2 separate regions of the Rattus norvegicus genome follow, and region 1 is linked to region 2. Evidence: chromatin contacts called from public Hi-C data. All regions are on one chromosome and are shown on one strand. The core of a region is the stretch at or near the end of the contact, and the rest is flanking DNA. Distances in the headings are between cores, read along the strand shown. Region 1 has its middle 57 kb from the start of Itga11. Region 2 has its middle 27 kb from the start of Coro2b.

What was found. A called contact is a pair of places that touch in the nucleus more often than the background predicts.
Region 1: a contact with region 2 is called in a Hi-C map of the A7r5 cell line, with 3 times the contacts expected there. The contact joins two enhancer-like sites. A contact is called at or near these places in 3 of 12 Hi-C or Micro-C datasets (the A7r5 cell line, the Rat2 cell line and Schwann cells).

What each region holds. Positions count from the first base shown.
Region 1 is chr8:71,983,111-71,986,539 of GRCr8, forward strand. No RefSeq gene overlaps it. Among named protein-coding and RNA genes, the nearest start is that of Itga11, 57 kb to the right of the region's middle. Within about 2 kb of position 1,766, at least 6 of the 93 cell types and tissues checked have an H3K27ac peak or open chromatin away from gene starts, as enhancers often do. A contact at or near this core is called in the A7r5 cell line, where this site is marked.
Region 2 is chr8:71,937,668-71,941,425 of GRCr8, forward strand. No RefSeq gene overlaps it. Among named protein-coding and RNA genes, the nearest start is that of Coro2b, 27 kb to the left of the region's middle. Within about 2 kb of position 2,289, at least 15 of the 93 cell types and tissues checked have an H3K27ac peak or open chromatin away from gene starts, as enhancers often do. A contact at or near this core is called in the A7r5 cell line, where this site is marked.

The DNA of each region.
Region 1 (3,429 bases), core at 516-3,015, 45 kb after region 2:
TGTCTTCTGGAAGCATCCTCAGGTACAGCATGGACCTAGATCTCTGGGCACCTAGGTACAGACACCGACACACAGTTAAGCATTCCTGGCACCAGGAAGCAGGCCCTGCTAAGCAACTTGGCAGGAGGAGCTCTGTGGGCACAGCATTATAAAGGCCAGCAGGTGGAGGGTTGCTGGCGGTCCCTGGAATGTTGGATCCCTACAGCCTCCTGGTTGGGATGTCCAGCTGGTTTTTGATGGTGTTACTTGAAAGAGGTTCTCTTGGAAGCTGGTCTTGAACTCACTATGTAGTCACCAGTGTGACCTTGGATTTCTGACCATTCTGCTTCCACCTCCCAAGTGTTGAGGTTACAGATGCCTTTTTACCATGCCCAGGTTTTACAGAGCTGGAGACTGAACCTTCCTGCATGCTAGGCAAGTGGCCACTCTACCAATGGAGTGACATCCCATCCAGGAATGCCTCATATATAAGAATTGGGTTTTGTCCCATCTGATTAGATCCCAAGTAGAGTTTCTGGGAGGGAGGCGAAGGCCTCCTGGAGTCTACCTCAGGAATTCTGGGACTATTTTGGAAGGCAAAGAGCTACAGGGCACAGTAGCCGGGAGCCAAGCTGCGGAGCCTGCAAATGTCATTACCCTAAGGAGAAGTGTCTGGCCATCCTGAGCTTTCAAATCTTTTGATGAAAACCAACCTGCTCACACTTCAGGAATTTGCTGGCTGGGTCAGCAGCAGCCACTTGCCCTGCTCCCCTGGGGGACCAAGTTTCCAGCAGAAGCAGGCCAGATGTGGGGTAGCTGGGAGGGGGAGGGGGTGGGATGAGACTAAAGGAGGTGGGGGAGGGGCTGCAACTGCCAAGGGCTGGAAAGGACCCCCCCCCCCCAGCTTCACGCAGACAAAAATAAACAAAAGTTCCTGCTGGAAGAGAGCAGAAGCAAAAAATGTGTTTGAGAAAAACAGGTGGAAAGGGTCTTTGTGGGGTTCAAAGACTGGTGTCCCCCATCTGGTTATTATGGGCCAGGTATCCTTGGTGAACACCGAGTTAGTTTGAGGAATGGCTACCTCCACTCCCAGTTCAGCTTTTCTGGATTATGACTTCTTCTGCACACACCATCACTGAAGACTCCTTTCGATGCTGCAGCTCATGTATCCATGGTTACCTGCTTCACACAGGGGGAACCTCAGGTCCTGAGCATTAGGTGGCTCTGACAAACCCAAGGAAGATAAAGCCCTGATTCAAATCCAGAAGGCAGACCCCTATCTTCAGAACCACACTGAGATAGGGCAAAAGGCACAGACGGTGGATCCAAGCTGCCCGAGGATGACGCCATATTTTGCAACTTGCTGTGTGACTCCAAAAAGATTACCAAACATCTCTGTGTCTTAGCTTCCTCATTGGTAAAACTGGACCTTAGAGCCTGCCCCATAGGGTTGTGAGGAGGGATTCCATTTCTCTCATGAGGGATTCTCAGGCGGCCAAGGGCATGGGATGGGATGGCCTGGTTCTGTGGGCCAAAGAGAGCTCCTACTGCTGTTTTAGTGAGGAGGTGGGAGCATATGGAAGCCTCCGGGCCTTCTCTGCTTGGCCTGAAGGGGTTTAGGAGGTTATATGAGTGCCTAGGCCTTGCTAGGCACATAGTAAACACTCAATAAATGGTTATAAAATTCTGGATTTTGCTGGATGTGGGAAGGAGAGAGATGCCCAGGCATAATAGATACATACAGTAAGTTCCAAAGTCTGATAGCCTGTGACTCATTCTAACAAAATTTGCAGATGTGTCATCAGAAACACATGGGGAAATTGTTCAATTCTGGCTGGAAGGTAGGATGGGCTTTAAGGAAGAGGCAGCACTTAGCTCGGGTCTTGGGTAGCTGAGGTAGAGACGTTTATGCAGGGGTGAGGGGGTGAGGGATGTGAGTCCATTTGTCCAGACAGCCAATGAGGAGAAGTGGAAAGAGGAAGAGACGGTGGGAGAGAAGAGACCAGAAATGTGGAGAGAGGTCTCGGAGCTCCAAGGAGTGGTCGACTACCTCTAAGATGCAAATGTTCACAGTGTGCCCTCAGCCTGGGCATGCTCCAATACTGCCTCCCTTTGTGCTCTGGGCTCTCCATGCTGCCTGGGTGGGCTGCACTGCCTGTTGCAGCATTATTGGTCTCCTGCCCCACATAGCCCAGGAGGGAAAACAATTACACCCTCAGCCCTGAAGCCTTCCCTAGGTCTCTTCCCTGAACACAGCCAGCATTTACAGACCTGGTGCAGGCTGGTTCCCCTGCAGATGCCTGAGACAGAGGGTTTCCCAGAGAGCAGAGTCCTACGGAATTTGGGGAGGGTCCAAGTGATGGTGTTCTGACCTCTAACTCACAGTGAAAGAAGTTGGATAGGGCTGAAAGAAGGGCTTTCGTACTTCTGGGGTTGAGGAGCCTTCGGAGAGCAGCAAGTTCAAGTTGGAAGCAGCTGAGTTCCACAATAGGGACCAACAGGGGTCCAAGGCATCACAGTGCTAGGCCAGGCTGGGTAGAGGAGGCCTCCAGCCCTGCATATGCCTGGGCAGTCTCTGTCTCCCAAGCCCAGGCGCATCGACCATTCTGAAGTAAAGAAGGCACTTGAGGATTCCCAGGCTCTCCCTGGCCTGATAACAGGAAGTGAGGGAGCTGAGGGGCCTGCTTCCAAAACCCATTCAGACCAACTGAGAAGTGTCTGGAAGTTCCCAGATGTTCCTGCCCTCCTCACCAAGACTGCAGGGACCCCATGGCCAGAATGTAGTTCATCTTATGTTCTTGGCTGCCTGAGAATCTCCAGGCAAGGGAAGAGAAATGGTTGACCCACACCATCTCTGTATGTGGCCAACACAAACCTCAAGTCACCCCCACCTCCTACTGTCTTGGAGGAGATTTGAGACACTCCCAAGTCCTCATCCTTCCCCGACACTCCCCTCCACCCTTGCATGGGCCCTGCTTGAGGCAGGCATTCCTATGAGGAGATCCAGAGTTTGGGGTTCAGGAACTAGGTCCCTGGAGGCCCAAGTAGAAAGCACATGCCTGGAAAGTCAGGGGCAAATTTAAGACGGGTCTAGGAGAAGAAGCAGCGCCTGGAGGATGTGGTCAACTCAGGAAGGAGCAGTGTGCTGGAGAAACGTTTTGCCAGAATTAAGTCTGGGCAGAGGAAAAAGCAAGAAGCCCAGAGTGGCAGTGAGTATATAGCTGAGAGGGAGGGCAAGGGAGGAGAGGAGGGGAGGGAGGGCAAGGGAGGGGAAGGGGGGAGGGAGGGGCAAGGGAGAGGGGAAAAGGGGAGGGAGGGCAAGGGAGGGGAAAAGGGGAGGGAAGGCAAGGGAGGGCAGGGAGGAGGAGAGGGAAGGTAAGGGAGGGCAGGGAGGAGGTAAGGGGAGGGAGGACAAGGGAGGGGAAGGGGGAAGGAGGGAAAGGGAAGGGA
Region 2 (3,758 bases), core at 1,039-3,538:
CACCAATTGGTGAATGAGGTCTTTTCTATCTCAGTTAGAAGATAAAGCTATTGGTCACTTAACAGATGGCAAGACACAGTGAATCAGGATGCTGTCCTAGGACTCAGAGCTCTCCCCCACCACTGTCATGTAACCAACAGGTGACATGCAGCTGTCATCTCACAGGTCTCCAGTCCACGGTGGACACCAGGCTGATTGTGCAGGCCAGGCCAGAGGCAAGAGGAATAGAGACCTTGGTAAGACCTGTGCATGCCAGGACTACCAAGTCTAGACCCTTCAGTGAAGCTTGAGGGTCTGGGCACTAAAGAAGTGTTCTGAGATATTCCCTCCAAAAGAAAAGACAGGCTGTTGCCCCTGGCACAGTGTCCTGTGAATGAAGCTGGGCCTTGCTAGGCCTCCTGGCACCCTGGAAGCAGATTACAGCCAGGCTCCTGGCCCCGCCCACATCCTGGGTTATTGAGAAGACAGCCTGGAGCGAGACCCAGGAAGAAGAAGATCTTTATCCGGTCCAGATATAGCACTGTTTTGATTTGAATGTAAAATCCCCCTTAGGCTCAAGTATTTGAGTGATTGGTCTTCAACTGGTGGGCCTGGGAGGGTCCCTATCCTCACAGAGGTTTGGATCGGGCTGGTGTGAATCCCATGTTCATGCTGTCTGCACACAGCTCTGTCTAAACGTCAGCTTGACAGCTTGCCCTGTTCTCTCCCTTGCTGGCAGAGGTCTCCTTGAGGGCATGCATGGAGTTCTAGGTTGTGTGCTCCAGTACTAGTTCAGAGCCTGGCAATGAGAGAGGCTCAGTACAGTCAGGACAGATGGAGAGATTCAGTGGTGAGCCCTCCCACTTGCCTCTCCCTCTCTCTCTCCCTCATCCTCACCCTTGCCCTCTCCCTTCCTCTCTCTCTCTCTCTCTCTCTCTCTCTCTCTCTCTCTCTCACACACACACACACACACACACACACACACACACACACACACACAGTGTGTTGTTATTTCTTGCCTCTCAGTTACTCCTCTCAGTGATCTTTGGAGGAAGAAGTTGTCAGTGTTCTCCTATGGATGGGGACATCAGGTAACTGTGATTAAAGCCACTTGTGGGCTCTGGAGATGGCTCAGCGGGCAAAATTCTTGTCACTTGGAGAGTAAGGGCCTGCATTTGAAGCCTGAGAAGACATGTACAACATGTACAACGAGACCTGGTAGAACACCTTCTTAATCAGAACACTCCAAGGTGGGAGGTGGAGACAGGAGAATTCCCAGAAAGTCATTGATGTGCACAGCAGTGAATGAGAGATCCTGTCTCAAGCAAAGTAGAGGCTTGATGTCCACTATTATCCTCTGACCTCCATACACACACACACCCACACATACACACACATATGCCCATGGTGGGGGTGGGGCAGAGGGAGAGGGAGAGGAGAGACAGAGACAGAGACAAAAAGACTTTTGGGAGAGATAGAGATGTGATGGGAATTCCACAGGGGCCATCAGCATTTTCATTCTTAACCACTACAGAGTAGGATTGTGTGCCTGCAGAGCCTGAGGAAAGGAGTGGAGTAGGCTGCAGTGCCCGAGAGTCCCCTTAGACAGCTGGAGGAAGGGAAGAGAATATTCCGGACGGAGAGCACACTTTTGAGGGAGAATATTTTGTGGATACAATAGGTTAGGAAAAGCTGGCATAAAGATGGCTGAGCCCCAGCTAAAGCCCCAGTTGGTAAGATGTGTAGGACGTGAAGGGACAGACCATGTCAGGAAGGACAGGTGGGAAATGTCTGCCTTCCTCTGTAGGAGCTCCCAGGGTCAGGAAAGGGTGATTAATTCAAGACTTGTGATGTAGGATGGTCCTGGGTAAGAGAGCAGAAAGGGCTTCCTGGGAATCCTGGACTCTGCCTTGGGAAAGTGCCCTCACTGGCCTTCAACTTGTGTTTTTAAGTCTTTCCCACAAGCCCCTGGAGTGGGGGGGCAGGGGGAAGGACAGGAAATATATAGATAGGGTAAGGGGGGCAGCAGCCCTCGCTGTCTGTCTGCAATGTCAGGAATGAGCTCAGACACTAAGACAAACAATGCTTTGACCCTGTGCAGTCCAAGAAGGATGCTAAGAGCAACTGTGACTCAGCCACAGGCTCTGGTCCAGGTTACAGAGACACTGACCAGCCAAAAGAAAGAGGATGAGCCAACCACTGTTCTGGAAATTTCCACTACATTATCAATCTTTCCAAGTGAGCATGCTGAAGGCCACACTGGGGGTGGGACTCACTCAAGGTCACACAGCCAGTCTGTGGGAGCTGTGTTAGGAATGTACAGTGTCTGACTAAGCTGGCTGGATGCTATGTGGAGATTTCTGGCTTCCAGGGTCTTCTTATGTTATCTCCACAGCCCAATCTGACACTGTATCTGCACTGTGTTGACAATAAGCACTTGTTGGTTCCATGGCAGATTCTGACACCCCTGGAGAGGTCTGGGCAGGGAGATTCTTTTTTTTTTTTTGGTTCTTTTTTTGGAGCTGGGGACCGAACCCAGAGCCTTGCGCTTCCTAGGCAAGCGCTCTACTACTGAGCTAAATCCCCAACCCCTGGGCAGAGAGATTCTTATTTAATACCTGGTTTGCTGAGCTTCATCCAATGGTCACATGTCATCAATGACTGTCACAAGGGAGCAGAAATAACAAGGAAATATTAAAACCTTTAGGCGGTATTAGAGCCGGTTAAGACAAAATCCCTGTTTGGGGGGAGGGGAGAAGGATACATAGCTCAGTTGAAGGGATGCTTGCCTGGCATGCATGAAGCCCTGGTGTGGTGCTCTATGTTCATAATCTTAGTACTCCAAGGTGGACGCAGGAGAATAAGAAAATCAAGGTCATCGTGCTGGATAGTTTTATGCCAATTTGACACAAGCTAAAGTCATCTGAGAGGAGGGAACCCAATTAAGAAAGCAACTCCATAAGATCTGGCTATAGGCAGGTCTGGAAGGCATTTTATTAACTAGTGATTGATGGGGGAGGGCCCAGCTCACTGTGGGTGGAGCCATCCCAGGGATGGTGGTCCTGGGTTCTATAAGAAAGCTGAGCAAGCCATGGGGAGCAAGCCAGTAAGCAGCACCCCTCCATGGCCTCTGCCTCCAGGTTCCTGCCCTGTTTGAGTTCCTAGCTCCACCTCCTTCGATGATGAACAGCTTGGCTACTGTACTGGCTGGTTTGTGTGTCAACTTGACACAAACTGGAGTTATCACAGAGAAAGGAGTCTCAGTTGTGGAAATGCCTTCATGAGATCCAGCTGTAAGGCATTTCCTCAACTAGTGATCAAGCGGGGAGGGCCCAGTCCATTGTGGTGGTGCAGTCCCTGGGCTGGTATATTGGGTTCTATAAAAAAGCAAACTGAGCAAACCAGGGGGAGCAAGCCAGTAACAAACATCCCTCCATGGCCTCTGCATCAGCTCCTGCTTCCTGCCCTGTGTGAGTTCCAGTCCTGACTTCCTTTGGTGATGAACAGCAATGTGGAAGTGTAAGCTGAAGAAACCCTTTCCTCCCCAACTTGCTTCCTGGTCATGATGTTTGCGCAGGAGTAGAAACCCTGACTAAGACAGCTACTCTCCTGGTTAGGGTTTTGTTTGTTTTTGTCAGTTTGACACAAGTTAGGGAACCTCAATTGCCTTCATCAGATTGGCCGGTGGGACATTTTTAAAATTGCCGACTGAGGTGGGAGTGCCCAGCACGTTGTGGGCAGTGCCACTCCAGAGACAGTGGTCCTGGGATACAGGGGAA